2 separate regions of the Gasterosteus aculeatus genome follow, and region 2 is linked to region 1. The links are chromatin contacts, called in public Hi-C maps. All regions are on one chromosome and are shown on one strand. The core of a region is the stretch at or near the end of the contact, and the rest is flanking DNA. Distances in the headings are between cores, read along the strand shown. Region 1 has its middle 36 kb from the start of jarid2b. Region 2 holds the start of pard6gb (par-6 family cell polarity regulator gamma b).

Region 1 (4,135 bases), core at 584-3,083:
ATGTTGGCAGAGATTTTGAGCATGTCATCGTAAAGGTACAGGTGCAGTAATAACGTAACATTAGTTACATTTTAAAAGTGTCTTTAGATGCTGTTTCAAAATGTTTTATGTCAAAGAGTCCTAATTCTTTGTGGTGTGAACTAAAAGAGCTTAAACCTGCAGAGCACATTTTCTGAACAAATGTATCAATGTTAATAAAACAGTCTGTCCTGGATTCACACAGCATGAGCACCTTTTCCAACATGAGCTGTAGCAATGACTTTGTTATAGACTAAAATCCCTGATCCAACTCCTTTCACTCTCCTTTAGCTGTGCTTTTGCTCTCTACCGACTCGATCTGTCTGTGAGAGTGAGACTGAAACTCTCCTGAAAGCTTCTTTGAGCCACGAGGAGATGCTCATCAACAAACCGCTTTAAAAAGCATAAAGTTTGACGGACATTCCCTAAATTGTAAACGTCGAAAGAAGAAGACAGTTGATGGTGTGATCGGCGTTCTGAGCCTCTGTTCTGTCAGTAGTGGCACTAAGCAATAACATCATTGCGGGTGGAAACATCAAGTAGTGGTGTAATTATTTGACAGCCTGAAAGGAACGGGGAGGAACGGAGAATTGTGTGTGTGTGTTGTGTTTCCTTAAGCCTGAACACATCTCCGCATCTGATATTGACTTTTCTTGGGCTCCCTGACCTCTGCCTGGATAAGCCACTGTATCCTTCCACCCAAACATCAGGTCAGACATTGACATTTTCGTCTAATGCCGGACTCGACAAAACTGCACGGAGAGGTCCTCCTCCCCGCCGTACCGATCGAAAAAACAAAATAAGTTTTGTTCTGCCCCCTAATCATTAGCGGATAGAGCCCCTCTTTCTTGCCCTTTAATCAAACAGGCAATGGCCTGACACGGCTGGTTAGCTCCCCGATAGAGTGCTCATTGTGCCGGCGTTCGAGGGCTCGTCTGCGAGCAGATCACGGGATCACTCGATGCGCATTCCTCCCTCCCTCCCTCCCTCCCTCCCCCATCCCTGACCCGCTCTCCATCCCGCATCCCCTTTGAAAATGTCACGTTATTTGCGTGCAGGCCCGGTCTATCAGGGACAACGTGAGAACAAACGTTGGTAAAGACGTACCAAACGTTGAAGGAAGGAGAGCGAGTTTATCTGCCGGCCGTGAACATTCTTATGAGACGAGCGGTTTACAGGTCAAAGGAGGCGGACTTGCCTCCTTTTAAGGTCTTGTGCTCCCATGGAGCCTTTCGTCTTTCAGCCCCTGGCTCAGGTACGCGGTGAGGTTGCTCTATGCTCCCCAAACACTTTTACCCCCTCCAAACAGGGTCGAGAACAAAAGGTTTCCAGGCGAAGGCCCTGCGTGCTGTCTGGTTTGTGATGAACCCTCGGGGGTCACTGCTCACCACAATCGGTTTGTTTTTTTTCCTCCTCTCTTTTCTTTTTTTTTTAAGGCTTCTCCGGAGGCACATGTGCTCAGCTCAATTCAGACGCAGCTGCAGATGAATAGAAGGAATATCAGGGGGCCAAAGCATGGTGAGGTGGAGGAGGAACGAGGACCCAGGGGCAGAAAAGAGCTTGTGAGGGAAATAAGAAAAAAGCAGATGAGAGAAACATCGAAAAACAAGCAAGTGAGAGACGCAACGAAATAACAAAGATGTGAGATAAAGAACGCACAGAGTCAAGTGGGGGAGTGTTTAAAGGTGAGAGAACAAAAGAGGTGGAATGTGTGAGAAGGAAAAAGATAAACAGAGAGGGAGGCGCACAGAGATAGAGAGCGCCGCGACGGATGGAACTGCGCACTTCTTTCCATGTTGCATGTGAGTGAAGAAGAGACGGTTGAGAAACAAGACATTGTGGTTTCCCTGATCTAAATATAAGTCTGCGGTCAGACTCGCTAACTGCTGCGTGTCTCCTCTCTTCTGCGCCTCACCAGTAGCCAAAATAACACGTTTCCATCGCATTTCATTTGACAATAAAATAAATCAAATTTAACAATCTGTTGTAAACAAATGTTTCAATTTCTCTGTGCATTAAACTTGCTGTGGGCAAATAAAAAAATAAAGATTGCGCAGAACTATATTCTAAATATGACTCAATAAAAATGATTTCTAGGGAGGGCAAATATAAAACACACGCATATCTCACTCAGATCCCGCTCTGCTAGTTCTTTGGTGTTTAAATGATCCTCCTAATGTATTCTCCGTTGTGTTGTGTAAACAACATTTCAATACAGCTAATGAATAAGCTGTTTATTTTTGAGGTGCTGTACTTGTTTTTGACGTTACTTGTAATACTTTTTGATCAAATACAATAAAGGCAACATTTTCATTCAGACTAGGATATGACAGTGGATTAAAAAAAGCATGTGTTTTCCCTCGTAAATATCACAAATCTTAGTCTTGCACTTTGAAGTTGCAATCAAACTGTTTCGGGTTGTTATCTTGCAGGTAAAAAGTGGATCTCCGGCTGTAACTGTCCAAACCCGCATGACTGACAAACATCAGTATTTTAGAAAACGTGCAGGTTCATCATTCGGGCATGAACATGAAATTCAACATTATATCTCTCCCCCAAATCTGCTGTTACCCGTATTTCTGCTTCTGTATCTTATGACCTTTATCTCCCTGTCACGCAGAGTACACCTCCACAAGCTCCGTCTGTGCGTGCGCGCGCGTGTGTGGGTGTCTGTGCTTGTGAGAGAGTAATTGGTAAAGGGTTGATCGGAGCATGATCCAAATGCAATCACATTAAAACCTTTAATATTAATATTTCCAGATTGTCTTTGTATGTAGACGGAGAAGAGAGGAAATGATTGGTTTCCACCAGGACCTGGTGGGTCACAAAAGCAGGAATTCTTACACACACACACACACAGCAACAACGACACACACATGCACGATGCCGTTCCCCTAGAAACCCACAAGACTAAGTAAGGAAGTTATTAGCCAATATTCCTCACTTGTTCCTTTAATAAAACGTGTAGCCGGAGGGAAGGAGTAAAAGTGGTAACCCAAGCTTATTTAAGGGCAACCCCACTTAACAGAAAACATCTGCTACGGTTTCTGCAAGTCATCTGTACGGCTTTCAGTCCTGCAGTTCAAGGGGAACTCAATTCATGACAAATGATCTCAAACTGTTTCTTTTCCTACCATTAACTTCATCAAATTAACAGTTTTCTTTGTTTAAGATTATTTGGTTTATTATATATATTTGACTGTTGACTAAATATGTTTGCACAAACAAACAATGATGAACAGCAGACTTACACCTTAGTTTTCTGCATATAAATGTAGGCACGATCTCATCAGCAGGCTCTCTCTGTTGAATTGATTGACAGTTTCAACAATTAAAAAGAAAACATGTTATAAAATAAGATTTTGTGAATATGTGACTACATGTTGTGTATACATAACAGCTGTTGCCGTCAAGCTGCGGTGATTAGTTAATTGTTATGTACACTGCGGCTAAGATAACGCACCGACAAGGTAATTGAAATGTAATGCCAATCTTATCTGAGATGATTACTTAAACACTACATTTCTAATGCATGTTGAATTAGGCAATTACATGCGTTTAACGAGAGCTGCTGAGTGAGAGAGAGTGAGGGGGGAGAAGAATTAGCAGACAATAGCATGGGAATATTAAGTGTTTCAGCCAGTGAGGGTGAGGTCAAAGATCACAAAGCGCTCATAGGCATATTAGCCACTTGGTTATGATAAATTATGACTGTGTTGCTATGGCAACCACTGCACTCATAACCCGCATCCAGCAGTAAAAACACGGCCTTACACGAAGCGCCATGCAGAGGACTCATGTCGGTTCTGTTTTTGAATTCGGTGAAAGATTTATGATGTTATTTCCAAAATTTCCAAGTCCAGCAAGACTGAGGTATCCAGGAGACATTGTTTGTCCACAGAGTTGTAACTGTAAAAAGATGCAGAATGTCAAAATGTGTTTAGTTTTCATTGACACAAAGACAAAAGTAGGGTTTGTTTTTTTATTCTGTGGCAAAACCTTAAACGTAATCTTATATGGTGGAAAACTGAGAAAGAAAGTACTTGAAAGAAAACAATCAAGAAAACAACTTTCATCTTGTGTGTGTGAATCGTGTGCACGTGCATTTGTGCGCGTG
Region 2 (4,135 bases), core at 1,186-3,685, 38 kb after region 1:
GCGGATGGTTGAATCCGGGGCTTTTCTGAGGATCAGGCTGACTTCAGGCTGGCACTGCTGTCAACTAAATACTTGCAAATAACCAGCTCCGGATGTTTCCCCGCCTCTACGCATAGGATGGATTACTGGCAGTATCTTTTCATCTCACTGTAATCTTCTCCTCTCACATTACCACCAGGGGACCACCTGAACTCAGACCTCTGGAGCTGGGTCAAAACCCATGGGATGTGAGTATAAAGTGACTGTGGCCATGCTGCTCATTACAAATCTGATCTTTTCATTCTTTACAAGCTTGCTCATTTTCTCCCTTACCCTTTTTTTCATCATCACTTGTCTACTTTTTTCTCAAATCGTTTACAGCTTTTTCCCCCCCCTTGATTATCTTTCAGCGCAGCAGTCATCCCTCCAACAACTTTGTCTAATTCTCCTGAGTTCTAAAACTAATGCTACGTCTGTCTCGACTCACATCGTCGGTCTTAGTTCTTCCCACTGTTATTCCTAAAACAAGTCCTCCGCGGAAAAGAGATAACCAGTAATCTATATTTTCTCTTTTATGTGTGCAGTCCTAAAGTCCATGTCGCCTTTGTGTTGTGGGTGAAACAATGCAGGTGTTCATTTATGTTGCGGGGCAGAATCCGGAAAGCTGTGGGACATGATTGAGACATGATCGGGTTGGAAACGAAAAACAGGCCATATAATTGTCGTGACGTAATTGATGTCGCTCTCGGGATCTGACAAAGCCCTTTGGATCTGGAACTAAAAGTCCATGTATCATTTATTGTGGGTGTCTGCTGACACCTGGTGGTCACATGCGGGATTGCTGAACCTGTTTTAATAGACCTTTTCAATATTGTCTCCGTATACACTTCATGATTTAATTTTACATGTACTATTTGGGCTTTATATTTAGTTTGATGGTCCTCCTCACTTTCAAACTGACTCTCAAGTAATTAAAGAATAAAGCTAAAAAAGATGTGCAACTCAGTCTACCTCTGCATGGACTCTGCATTTTGCATTTGAATGGGCAATTTGTGTTCCCTTAAAATACGTTGGTGGATTACCAACAGTGATACACATTCTCACACAATGAAGTCATTCTTATGTTATTGCTTAAATAATATCCCTGAATAAATATGTATATATAAAAGGAAAATAAGATGCAGCAACAATATAATTCTGGTTTTTCATAGTAAGCAATAAATATTTCCGGGGGTTAGCATTGTAATCATTGTCGATCATTAGTCAATTTAAGATTGGACTAGTGCAGCCCACTTTCTGTAATAAACACCAGTGACATAAACTCTGGTTCAGAAAAAGATCCCAGGGGTCAACTTCACCGAACTTTGTACCCTAAAATAACACCCCAAAGGCATACTTCAATAATGTGGGATGCACCCGTGTACCATATAGTCCCTACTCAGATGAAAACACTGTGGCTATAAAGTACAATATTTAGCAGAACTTGTTGCTGTGAGACGACAGAAATATCTTTTCAGATTTACTGACCGGTAAAAACACAACGCAGTGAGATACTCACAGTCACACTCCACTCTGATCCGATTCTGCTTCCGGGTGGTTGACTCCTTGTATGGACTCGATGGAAGTGAAGTGAAACTGACATCAAAACAGCAAAAAGCAAGCTCCTGGCCTCAAGTGACACAATCCACTCAATCGATGAACAGAGCCGCGGAAATTTAAATAATAAGAAGAAGAAGAAAAAAACGTGCCCTCCACCCGAGAAAAAAGAACAAAACATACAATCCCACGACAGAAATTCACTCTGCAACCGTTAATGGAAACAAAACACAAACATTGATACACCCGAGATAGAAATACCACACATAGTTCATAAGACCCCAGAGGAAAATATGGGTACATCTCATTTAGGTGGGTCTATACGCCTTCACGGCCTGCATGGGTGAAACTAGCCTCCAACTAGCCTCAGCCTCCCCGGCTTGGGGAGTTTCTAACTGGTCCACCCATTCCTCGTGAATGAGTGTACAAGAAAAGTGTGCAGCTACTGGATGCCATTGCAAGCAGCAGCTGTTGTGCACAGGTGGCTTCAGGGGCCGGGAATGTTGTAGAGCAGGATAGCAGCCAGAGGCCTCTCTTTACCCGAAGCGTAGTGTAGCACACATAATTAAGTTGAAACCAATGCTATTCTCGGTCCCAATGTACACTGTGGTCCATAATTATTAAATATGACTCATTTTCAAATGAGAGGCTTCGAGAACATTTGCATTGAGAAATGCGTCCTCTGGCGCACCGGAGGACCGGTGTGCGGTGTGTTGCCTTCACGTACTGTCGGAATCTTTATTATTATTTTTAAATGGTCAAACATAAAAAATAATTGTATGTATGGAATTATGGAGATTTAAGTCCAGAATTAAATAATATGTCCACCTTAAATACTTTAAACCACATTAATCAAAATGTGCTAGGTGAAGCATGGTTGATCTGGCGTGATTGGTTTGTAAGGTACATTGTATTAACCTGTACATTGTATTACAACTGTATTAAGAAAGAAAATAACAACGTTGTCCATTGTATTCTTGATAATATATGTCTATGTAATATTTAGGCTACTGTTGTGTATACTACGAGGCATCGGCAGAGGAAGCTCGAAATTACGAGCACCACGTGGAGGCCTCACAGAATCCCTTTTTTTTCATTACGAGGGCTGATGTCATTCCAAAACTTAACTCGCACTCCCAAGTCACCGCGGTGAGTTGCTCTCCTCCTGTTCTGCCGTGAAGTCCTCTCCCGTGTCCGGCGGGTCGCATCACAAGAACAAACAGGAGGTGAAATAACACGAACTTCCTCCTTCCTGGGACGAAGCAAGAAGGCGTTTTGGTAGCAGAAATCCCGGGACCGGAGCCGCTCTTTCTGCGGGCAAAGGCGGCTGAACAATTCTCCCTTTTTTTTTTTTAAAGTGCAACCTTTAAAAAAAGAAAAAATGAATCGGAGCTTTAATAGATCGCAACCTCTGCGGAATGCGGATTGTAACGCCGTGGAGGTGAAGAGCAAGGTGAGCCTTGGGCGGGTTTTTATGTCATTTAAATGTGGATTTGAGGAGAGGATTGAAGCGTTCACATGGTCGTCTGCTGCAGTTCAATCCGACCAACTGGATGAAAACTAAAATGAATCTTCTCTGTGCGGCGAAGCTCTACTTCGCTTTCTGAATGTTTCCGTAATGTGGCACTTATTATTGTCTTCTTATTTCAGAGCGTGCAGATTGTGCTGATTTGGCTCTTTCCCTCCCTGTCACGAAGCTTTTTTGGGGGGGTGGGGGGGCAGTAACAACCGAGCCTTTGACTGGTTGTTGTGATTAAAATATCTTTTTCAATCGGATGTTTTTTGCAACATTGTTGCTTTCACCGCGTTTCTTTTGCGCTACACAACTTTGCGTCTATCCGTCGCTTTTTGGGTAGTTTGTGACGCTGCAATGGTGCCATGAATTAAGTCAACCACTTAAGTGGATTTAACAGTGCGATTTGGCTGTTTTGTCGGTTTTTGTGATAAAAACAACCGACTTCTACAAAATGTGCGCGAACTTTAAGTGAATTTTGACCCTTTTTTTCTCTTTCGGACCTCATCAAACGCACCAGAACTACTTTCAGACATTGGACATCACTTTGATACGTTTGTCTCCGCTCCGAGAGACCGTTTTTGTTTTTTAAATAGTTTGTGACGAGCTGACTGTAGCGCGTGTGACTTTATAGTCCTGCCAGATAAAAACACACGTGTCCGATGCACGAAGCGGGAACAAAACGGGAACTATTTCGACTGTTTTGTCGCAGCCTCTCAAGGACTTACGCGAACATGTTTTCCCCCAAATTCCATTCAAGTGACGAGTGTGTGTGTGTGTGTGTGTGTGTGTGTGTGTGTGTGTGTTACACATCTATGTTCACACATGCTTCGACCATGAGTGTATCAGCACTTGTGTGCCAAATTGAGATGATCGTGAGGGGACTCGTTCAGTCCAGAGGTTATTTTATTATTATTATTATTATTATTATCCCAGTCTCAGAGTTGTGGTGGCACTGGCAGAGACTAGATGCAGGGGAGGTTACAGATACAAATAAATAAAAGACAGGGCATGTCTGATCCACGATGCTTGGACAACATTGTTATT

What was found. A called contact is a pair of places that touch in the nucleus more often than the background predicts.
Region 2: a contact with region 1 is called in a Hi-C map of skeletal muscle, with 2.6 times the contacts expected there. The contact joins the promoter of pard6gb here to the enhancer-like site in region 1. A contact is called at or near these places in 3 of 6 Hi-C or Micro-C datasets (skeletal muscle and tail fin).

The regions. Positions count from the first base shown.
Region 1 is chr10:7,411,813-7,415,947 of fGasAcu3.hap1.1, forward strand. No RefSeq gene overlaps it. Among protein-coding and RNA genes, the nearest start is that of jarid2b, 36 kb to the left of the region's middle. Within about 2 kb of position 1,834, at least 3 of the 9 cell types and tissues checked have open chromatin away from gene starts, as enhancers often do.
Region 2 is chr10:7,449,078-7,453,212 of fGasAcu3.hap1.1, forward strand. It overlaps pard6gb (par-6 family cell polarity regulator gamma b), which reads left to right and starts at 2,436. Exons shown (of 3, transcript XM_040189249.2): 1 at 2,436-3,028. The coding sequence starts at 2,957.